Linked DNA regions of Rattus norvegicus: region 1 is linked to region 2. A link is a contact called in public Hi-C data. All regions are on one chromosome and are shown on one strand. Each heading gives the region's core, a stretch centred on a gene start, on an enhancer-like site or on the middle of the called end of the contact. The rest is flanking DNA. Distances are from core to core; before and after follow the strand shown.

Region 1 (4,418 bases), core at 1,369-3,868, 140 kb after region 2:
GCACACTCTCTGACACCCATACACACACATAAACACTCACACACTCATGCGCGCACACACACACACACACACACACACACACACACACACACACACACACATCTACAATGTGTGACCCAGACTTTAGATTTTGGAGTGAGAGTCCCCCATATCCAAACAAATTCTGTCATTTACTAGCTGTGTGATCTAGGGTCAGCTTTATTTAGGCCTTTAACATTCTAGCCTAATTTTCAAAGTGGGAAATTAGTGCCTATTTCATAGGCTGGTATGAGGACTCAAAGATGCAAGATGTACAAGTAATAATATATCACTATCAGGCAGACTGTATCATATGATGCACTTGTAAAATAAAAAATGAAATAAACTGTCAACAGGATCCTCTGCTGTCCTAACTTGAAAAGGATAGCCTTGCTGGGTCTTTTGCTCATTTATTCTTGGAGTTTGGGAGGAAGAAGCCAAATAATCACACCCACTTCATTCTTAGCATTGTTCTCAACCCTGATAGAACAGACAATGAATATTTTGCAAAGGGACCACAGGTAAATACAAAATGCTTCAAAGTGGCACATGATAAATGTTGCTTAGTTCAATAGTTGATTTAAAGAAAAATATTTCCCAACAGTGAGCAGATGCAATGGGAGCCCTCTTATAATTGTAGTTAGGTCTGCTCCCACGACAACCTCAGGAAAGCAGGAAGCAGCTCAGAGTGGTCTGCTTGGGAGGCAGAGGCAAGTGGGGGTGGAGATACAAGACTATTCTAATCCCTCAAGACATCTGGCCTAGCATATCCTGAAATATTATCCCAGCTCCTTCGAATAATAAGAAAGACCCTCTTCTTATTCCTCTCATGCCAGGTTGAGACACTCACCTCCTATCCTCAGTTCTTCCAGATACATCATTTTCAGGGTCTTTCAACCAGGTCTTCCTACTCTAAACTACAGCCAGACAATCATCACCACACACAAGAGTCTCATCCCAGGGCAAGAACAGATTTAGCAATAGTCAGATCAATTCTCCACTGTCCACACTCACACACACACACACACTCACACACACACACACACACACTCACACACACACACACTCACACACACATGCACACACACACACACTTTTAAGAGCTCATCAAATGTCGAGTTCCAGGGCAGAAAATGACAAATAGCCCAGAAGGAGACAGAAGGTGCTTGCCTCCTGGGGCTTGGAGGGCAGGGCTTAGGAGGGAAGCCAGACTAATGTACACTAGAGAGAATATCTCCCCTCACCCAGCTCTGGGGCCTCAGCTGCAAGCAGAGTGCAAGCCTCAGGCAAGTGCATCAGAGGGACCTTCAGGCCTTGGAGGGCCCAGAGAGGGGTGGGGTAGGGTGTGTGTGTGTGTGTATGTGTGTGTGTGTGTGTGTGTGTGTGTGTGTGTTTGCTCCATAGCCTATAAGTCCGCTGTCCAGTTAATGCAGGCAAGCCTCAGCCCCTTGGATAGGTGTGTGTGTGTGTGTGTGTGTGTGTGTGTGTGTCCCCTCTCAGGCCAGCTGCTACAGAACCCTCAGGCTCCAACATTCCAACCTCTCTTAAAGGGGCAGTCCCATCTTCCAAATTGCCCATCAAAAGCCCTGCAGCTGGGTAGGAAGGGGAAGACAAGAGAACACCAACAGGCCCTTCCAGGCTTTCCCATCCAGGCTCTGAAGCTCTATGTAGCATCTCCCCTGGGAACACCATCAGGAAAGAAAAGGCCCCAGCACCTGATTAGTGAAAACTCCTTCTCCGGGCCAGGCAACACCCCATCAGCCCAGGAGAGAGGAGAATCTACTCGACAAACATCAGGTCCAGCATCCAGCCTGGCAGAACAGCCCCCAATTCCTCCTTCTCCAGTTCCAAGTCCCACCAGCTACAGCCCTAGATAGAGCACACTCCAAATAAGGATCTGAGTTGCAGAGCTCAGAGGACTGGGAAGGCAGACCGAGTGTCAGTTTAACTCCAACTCTATGCTTAAAAGGTGGCACCTGGAAGGACTGAGAACTCTGGTTTTGGAGTGGAAAGGATGTATGTCTACGGCGGGCCGCTGGACCGTGGGGAGGTGAAGGGGCTTAAATGATAGGAACCAATTGCTTAGGGAGGGACGTCCCGCTGGGCTGGGGGGTGGGGTGGGGGAGGCAAGGCCTCCAAGAGATGACTGGGAGTCCCTCAAAGTCAAGAGGGTCCCAAGTCACCGAGTCGCTCCTTGCTGGAAGCGGGGTTAGAAACCAGTGCAGCGAGGGGAGTCGGAACTGGCCGCGTTGGCCCCTAGCAGCGGAGCGACCCGAGCTCCCGGGAGGCGGGGCGGGGGCCATCCTCACCCAAAATCGTCGTCCATAGACTTGAAGAAGAACTTATAGCTGGGCCGCTGCAAAACGCCCTTAAAGTCCGCCAAGGTGACGCGCTCGGCGGGCAGGGGCAGCTTCACTAGGTACGGCGTCTCCTGGCCGTCCAAGTGGTAGATGATCTTAGTCTCGCCCATGGCTCCGGCCTCGGCCCCGCGGCGTGCGGCCTGCTTGGGCAGCGGGGCCGGGCCTCTCCGACAGAGCTCGGCGCTCGGCGAGGCCCGCTGCTTAGCCCCGCTCAGCCGCCGGCCGGGGCGCCAGCTCCCTTGTTCTCCGGCCGCTCCCGGGTCCCAGCGCCGCCCGCCACCGCTTCCGCTCCCCACTCACAGCGCTCGGCTGGCGACCGCGACTCTTCCGGTGGCCTCGGCCCTCCCGGCTCTGGGCCGAGCCCAGCGCGGCTCCGCCCCGCCGCCGAGCGGCGCTGGCTGCTTGCCGCAGACTGCCCGCCCACCCGCGGGGCGGCGCTCGCTTCCTTGTGCTCCTGGATCAGGCTGCTGGACCTGGAAGTCTCACCCCGGTGGGCCCAGGGGAACGGTGGGCCGGCTCCCTGGCTGGAGGGGAGGGATGGAAGATAAGTGTCACCTACTGCGGAAGAAAATAGATTTGAAGACCTAACTGGTTCCCTGGAGGGGGGTCGCTTCGACTCGGATCTCTGGATTTTGCTGACAGCACAGTTGCTGTGACCGGACTGTACTGAGTTCCTTGAGGGCTGAGCAAGTTTAAATTTTTATCCCTGTAATCTCAGCGTCTCTATGAGCAAGTAGTTTGAGTAATGGATTGGCGGGTGTGGTGGTGCTTGCCTTTAATCCCGGCACTCGGGAACGAGAGGCGGGTGGCTTTTTGTGAGTTCAAGCCAAGCCTGGCCTACAGAGAGCTCAAGACCCCAGCAGGACTAGGTAGAAAAGTCCTGTCTCTCTCTCTAAAAAAAGAAAAAAGAAAGAAAAAGAAAAGAAAAAATGCGAGCTAAGAAAAAGAGCAAGCAGTCAGGTGTGGTAGCAAATGACTTTAGTCTGAACACTGGGGAGGCAGGCAGATCTTTGAGTTGGAGGCCAGCCAGTCTACAGAGCGAGTTCCAGGACTGCCAGGGCTACACAGACAAACTCTGTCTCAACTCCCACCCTGATCCCCAAGTAAAAAAAAAAAAACAAAAACAAAAAACAGAAAGCGTAGACATACATGATCGATGATTGGGACAGTAGATGTTAAAAACTAGGTATAGTCAGTCAGTTGGTGGTTCAGCTTCTCAGCTGTAACAATGTATGTCAGGAGTGGCTTCAAAACTCCTGGCAATTCTCCTGCCTCAGGCTTCTGAGTTCTGGGATTACATCCCTGCATTTCAGGACCCATTTTAATCACCTCTTCTGCTCAGAAACCTTCACATTACCCAATATGCCTTTCATATACCCTCAACATGATACACGAGGTCCTTTATAATCTGACACCTACTTCTCTAGACTTCTTGTTACTTCAAAACCAAATTTTTATTATAGGCAGAAAGCAATCAGTAGTAGTTATATCTTTTCAGTTTATATCCTTCATTTATCTTTTTCTCCAAGTAATGTCTGTGCATAACTAAAATGCATTAAGACTTTTCAAGGTTTATTTTTACCCGTGCAGATTTTGGGTATCTGAGGTGATCGGAGGAGGATGTCAGTCCCTTGGAATTAGAGTCACAGGAAGCTGTGATCCACCTGCCGAGATGGTGGAAACTGAACTCAGGGCCTCTGTAAGAACATCAAGCCCTCTTAAATGTTGAGCTGTTTCTACAACCTTAATATTAAAAAGTAAAGAGTCCAGGATGACCTTGAACTTTCTACTCTCCTGCCTCTGTACTCCTGGAGCAGCTGGGGTTAAAGTCATGTGATGCCTGCCTTATTTCTTGATTTACACATTCTAGACATTGCTATTGACTTTCCACTTTTACTTTCTTAAAATATTGAAACCGGACTGGAGAGATGGCTCAGTGGTTAAGAGCACTGTCTGCTCTTCCAGAGGTCCTGAGTTCAAATCCCAGCAACCACATGGTGGCTCACAACCATCTGTAATGAGATCAGATGCCCTCTTCTG
Region 2 (3,973 bases), core at 332-2,831:
GAGAAGGCGTGTTCATTTGTGTCGCTTGAGGCGTGCTAAACACCACCGGTGCAGTCTGCCCCGGGGGAAACGCTGGCTGAAGGGGAGAGACCAGAGTTCAGCAAGAGGGGAAGCCTGGGTGGGGCCTAAACCCAGGCTGGTGAAATAAGGGGAGCAGACCTGCAGCAACAGTCTCGGCAGTCCACATGTTCCCTCCCTGTGACAGCCCCAGGGACAGCCAGGGGCCCTATCTCAATTTGGCAGCAGGCAGCTGCACTTTGCCCTGACACAGATGGGGGTGGGAAAACTGCGAGCTGCATGACCTCCACCCCACCCGAGTCCTGTTCATTTAGCCTTGATTACCTGTGGGAGTCCAGGGGACCTGGCGGGTGGGGGGCCTGTGGGCTGGGGAGCTTTGTTCATTTCATTTGGTGCCACATCAGGGTCCCCCCAGCACCTGTTGGAAAGAGCAGAGCTCGGAACGAGGAAAGGACCCACGCTTATGGCAAATGGGCTGGGGGGAAAGGTTGTATCAAGAGCTAGGGTCAACATGGATTAAGGGAGGTGCCAAGTGAGTACAGAAACATCAAACATATAGGCTGTGGACCCCACCAACAACACGGACCGCATCACCCTGACCCCACCCTTGCCTGCTCAAACAGCCCCCTCACTCACCCCCTCGGTTAAGAATAAGTCCACAGTGCGGCCTACAGGTTCTGGGCATCCGAAGGCCTGGGGTTGGGAGGTGAGGGGTATCAACCTGGCTCCACGGGGCCCAAGACCAACCAGACCGGAAATTCCAGGTCTCGCTGGCACCAGGCTCCCGGATCACAAATGAAGCCGGCTGCTCCGGCCGTGATATCCCCACCCCCCACCCGGGGACACCGGGTTCGGAGCCTGCCGCGGGGCACTCGCGCGGGGCTGGAGAGGCCCGAGGCCTCCCGGGAACACAAGCCAGGAAAAGCGCGAGTCCGGCCGCACCAGCAAGGCGGGCGGCGACGGCCGCGAAGCCCGCTCGGGGCAGGCGAGGGTCGGCCGCCGGGCGGGGCTGGGGGCTCCTCCCTGCTCGCCGCCGCCGCCTCCCAGCTCTGCGCAACGCGGCCAGTGCCAAAGAACAACGTGTCACTTCCCGGCGGCCGCCCGGGCCCCGCAGGGGGAGGGGGCGGCGGGTCTGCGCCGCGCAGTCTGCGCCGGGCCGCGGCCCAGGCCGGGCGGAGGTGGCTGTCTCGCCGCCACCCCAGCGCCCTCCCCGCCCGGGCCCTGCTCCCCACCCCCACCCGGGCCCGGCCCGGCACACGTGGGCCGGGGATCGGCCTGGCGAGTAGGGCCTGGGCGCGGGCTCGGGGCCGGAGCGCCGGGGCGGCGGCGCAGGGTGGCGGGCCCCGGCCCGGATGGCGGCGGATGCGGGGGGAGGGGTGGGGGGCCGGGTCGGGCCCGGACATGGCGGCTTTACCTTCAGTCTCCTTCAGTCCGCGCGGCCGAGCCCCACGCAGCCGCACAGACGTAGTCCACAACCATTTCCGGCTCCCCGCACAGATCCCGCTCGGCGGCCACCGCTTCTCCGCAGGCGCAGCCAGCGCCCCACGTGACCGGCGCAGAGGGCGGAGCTGCGCTGGCGCTGGGGAAGCACATGGGATTTGCTCCGCCCCATCACGTGACACCCACTGCCCGCCCCCGTGTCCCCTCCCGAACTTTGGAACTCCCAGGCCGACCCCCTCTGAGGCCCTGGCGGTTCTTTAGTTCATTCATACTTTGCGGCAAGCATTTATTGAGCGCGTGAGTGCAAAGCGAAGTGCCCGCCTGGAGCCGAGAGTGCCGAATCTAAAAGGCAGTCCTGCCCTAGTAAATGGCACACTACAAATTATGCAGCCTCTGAAAATGCTATACATTTGATCTTTGATAGACCTATTAACAAAGGAAATTCAATGTTGCACCAAAAGAACTGATGCAATCTAACTAAAGAAGTAATTTTACATTCTCTTTAAAAAATCAGTCGCTCCTAGGGAAAGGCAAAAGTCAAACCTAAAAACGTTGGAATACTGAAAAAAGGAATCCCAAAGCCTTGTGTACTTACGTGTGCTGTCTGTGATCCCCAGAATTCTGATAGCTAAGGCAGGGAATCAACTTTAAAATAGGGAAATTTCACCAGGCGGTGGTGAACCACTCCTTTAATCTCAGCACTCCGGAAGCAGAGACAGGTAGATCTCTGTGAGTTCAAGGCTAGTCTGGTCTACAAAGCCAGCTCCAGGACAGCCAAAGTTACACACAGAGAAACTTCATCTTGAACATTTCTGAGATGGCTCAATGGTTAGAGCACTGGATGCTCTTTATTGGCTGCTCTTAAAAAGAGAGGATTTGGGGTTGGGGATTTAGCTCAGTGGTAGAGCACTTGCCCAGGGTTCGGTCCCCAGCTCCGAAAAAAAGAAAGAAAAAAAAAAAAAAAAAGGATTTGGATTCAATTCATCTATAAGGCAGCTCACGACTGTGTATAACTCTGATTCGATAGAATTCTGCCTCTATAGGCACCACATATACATGTGATGCACAGACATATATGAAAGCAAAACATACACATAAAATAAATATTTAAATTAAAAAAAATAAGAAAATTTGAACTGGTGGTGGTGGTGGTCCACACCTTTGATCCCAGTATTCCCAGCGCAAAAGCAGGAGGATCTCTAATGTATCTCAGCTATAGAGTTCAGGACAGCTAGAAACCTTGTCTCGAAAAACCAAAAAATAAAGCAACAAAACAAAAAATACACCATGGTTAAAAGCTGAAACTTGAGCTAGACTGGTTTCAAATGTTCCTTTTTTTTCTTTAAGAGGATTCACCACTACACCACATTTTTCTTTAGAATGAAAATTGCACTCTACACTGTGGTTATGCACACTTTTTTTTTCTTTTCTTTTTTTTTTTCGGAGCTGGGGACCGAACCCAGGGCCTGCGCTTGCTAGGCAAGCGCTCTACCACTGAGCTAAATCCCCAACCCCATTATGCACACTTTTAATCTCAGAATTCAAGAGACAGAGGCAGGCGGATCTCTGAGTTCCAGGCCATCCTAACTACAAAGTGAGTTGCAGGCTTGTCAGGACAACATGGTGAGACACTGTCTCAAAACAAACCGTACTTTATTTAACTGAGTAGTTAGGGAGCAGAGCCTTTCCCACTGGTCTCTCTGCCTCTCACACGCTACCTCCTGGCGTGCATTATATCACAGAACAGGTGATAGAAGTGAGGGTAACAATAAGATAAACTTCATCAGTATGCTATCAAAGCTATCAAAAACAAAAAAACAAAACAAAACAAACAAACAAAAAAAAAAAAAACCATGGCTATAGGGTGGGCAAACTCAGACACCAAGAATCCTCTAGACGGTTGGAGTCCTCAGTGATCGAGTGCTTACCCAGCACTTGGGTTCAATATCAGTACCAGAAAACAACCAGTCCAAAAAAAAAATCATCATAATCTGTAGTTGGGGAGACAGCTCAGTTAAAAACTGAGTGTGAGCCTGGCACGCACGTGATGGTACACATCTTCACTTCCAGCACTTGGGAAGCAAGGCAGGCTCTTAAGAGATCAAGGACAACCTGGTCTACAAATACAAATGGACAGTTCCAAGACAGCCAACGCTAATCAGAGAAACACTTTTTCAATAGATAGAAAGAGAGAGAGAGAGAATGAGTGAATCTAAATCTCAATCTTCTCCCCGAAACCCACATTAAAGGCTGGTCAGGACTTGTAATTCCAGCACCAAGAAGGCTGGGAGAAGGCAAGATCCCCAGGGACTTGCAAACCAGTCAATCTACCTAAATCAGGTGCACTGCATATTTCTAAGAGATCTGTCTCAAAAAGGAAGGTTGACAGCTGCCCTGGAAAACACCGATTGACTTCTGGCCTCTACCTGTACACATATGCATGTACAACTCCCCAACCTAAATATTTGTGGACACACACAGGGGAGGAGGGCATTCAGATACTAAATTATCACTC

The links. Hi-C and Micro-C count contacts between places; a contact is called where the count stands out from the background.
Region 1: a contact with region 2 is called in a Hi-C map of liver, with 2.4 times the contacts expected there. The contact joins the promoter of Dvl3 here to the promoter of Eif4g1 in region 2. A contact is called at or near these places in 1 of 12 Hi-C or Micro-C datasets (liver) and 1 of 1 datasets of contacts at active chromatin or transcription factors (oligodendrocytes).

Annotation. Positions count from the first base shown.
Region 1 is chr11:93,884,285-93,888,702 of GRCr8, forward strand. Dvl3 (dishevelled segment polarity protein 3) reads right to left here and starts at 2,619. Exons shown (of 15, transcript NM_001107081.3): 1 at 2,328-2,619. The coding sequence starts at 2,488.
Region 2 is chr11:93,744,786-93,748,758 of GRCr8, forward strand. Eif4g1 (eukaryotic translation initiation factor 4 gamma 1) reads right to left here and starts at 1,582. Exons shown (of 32, transcript NM_001427476.1): 1 at 1,433-1,582; 2 at 655-711; 3 at 343-436; 4 at 1-76. The coding sequence starts at 402.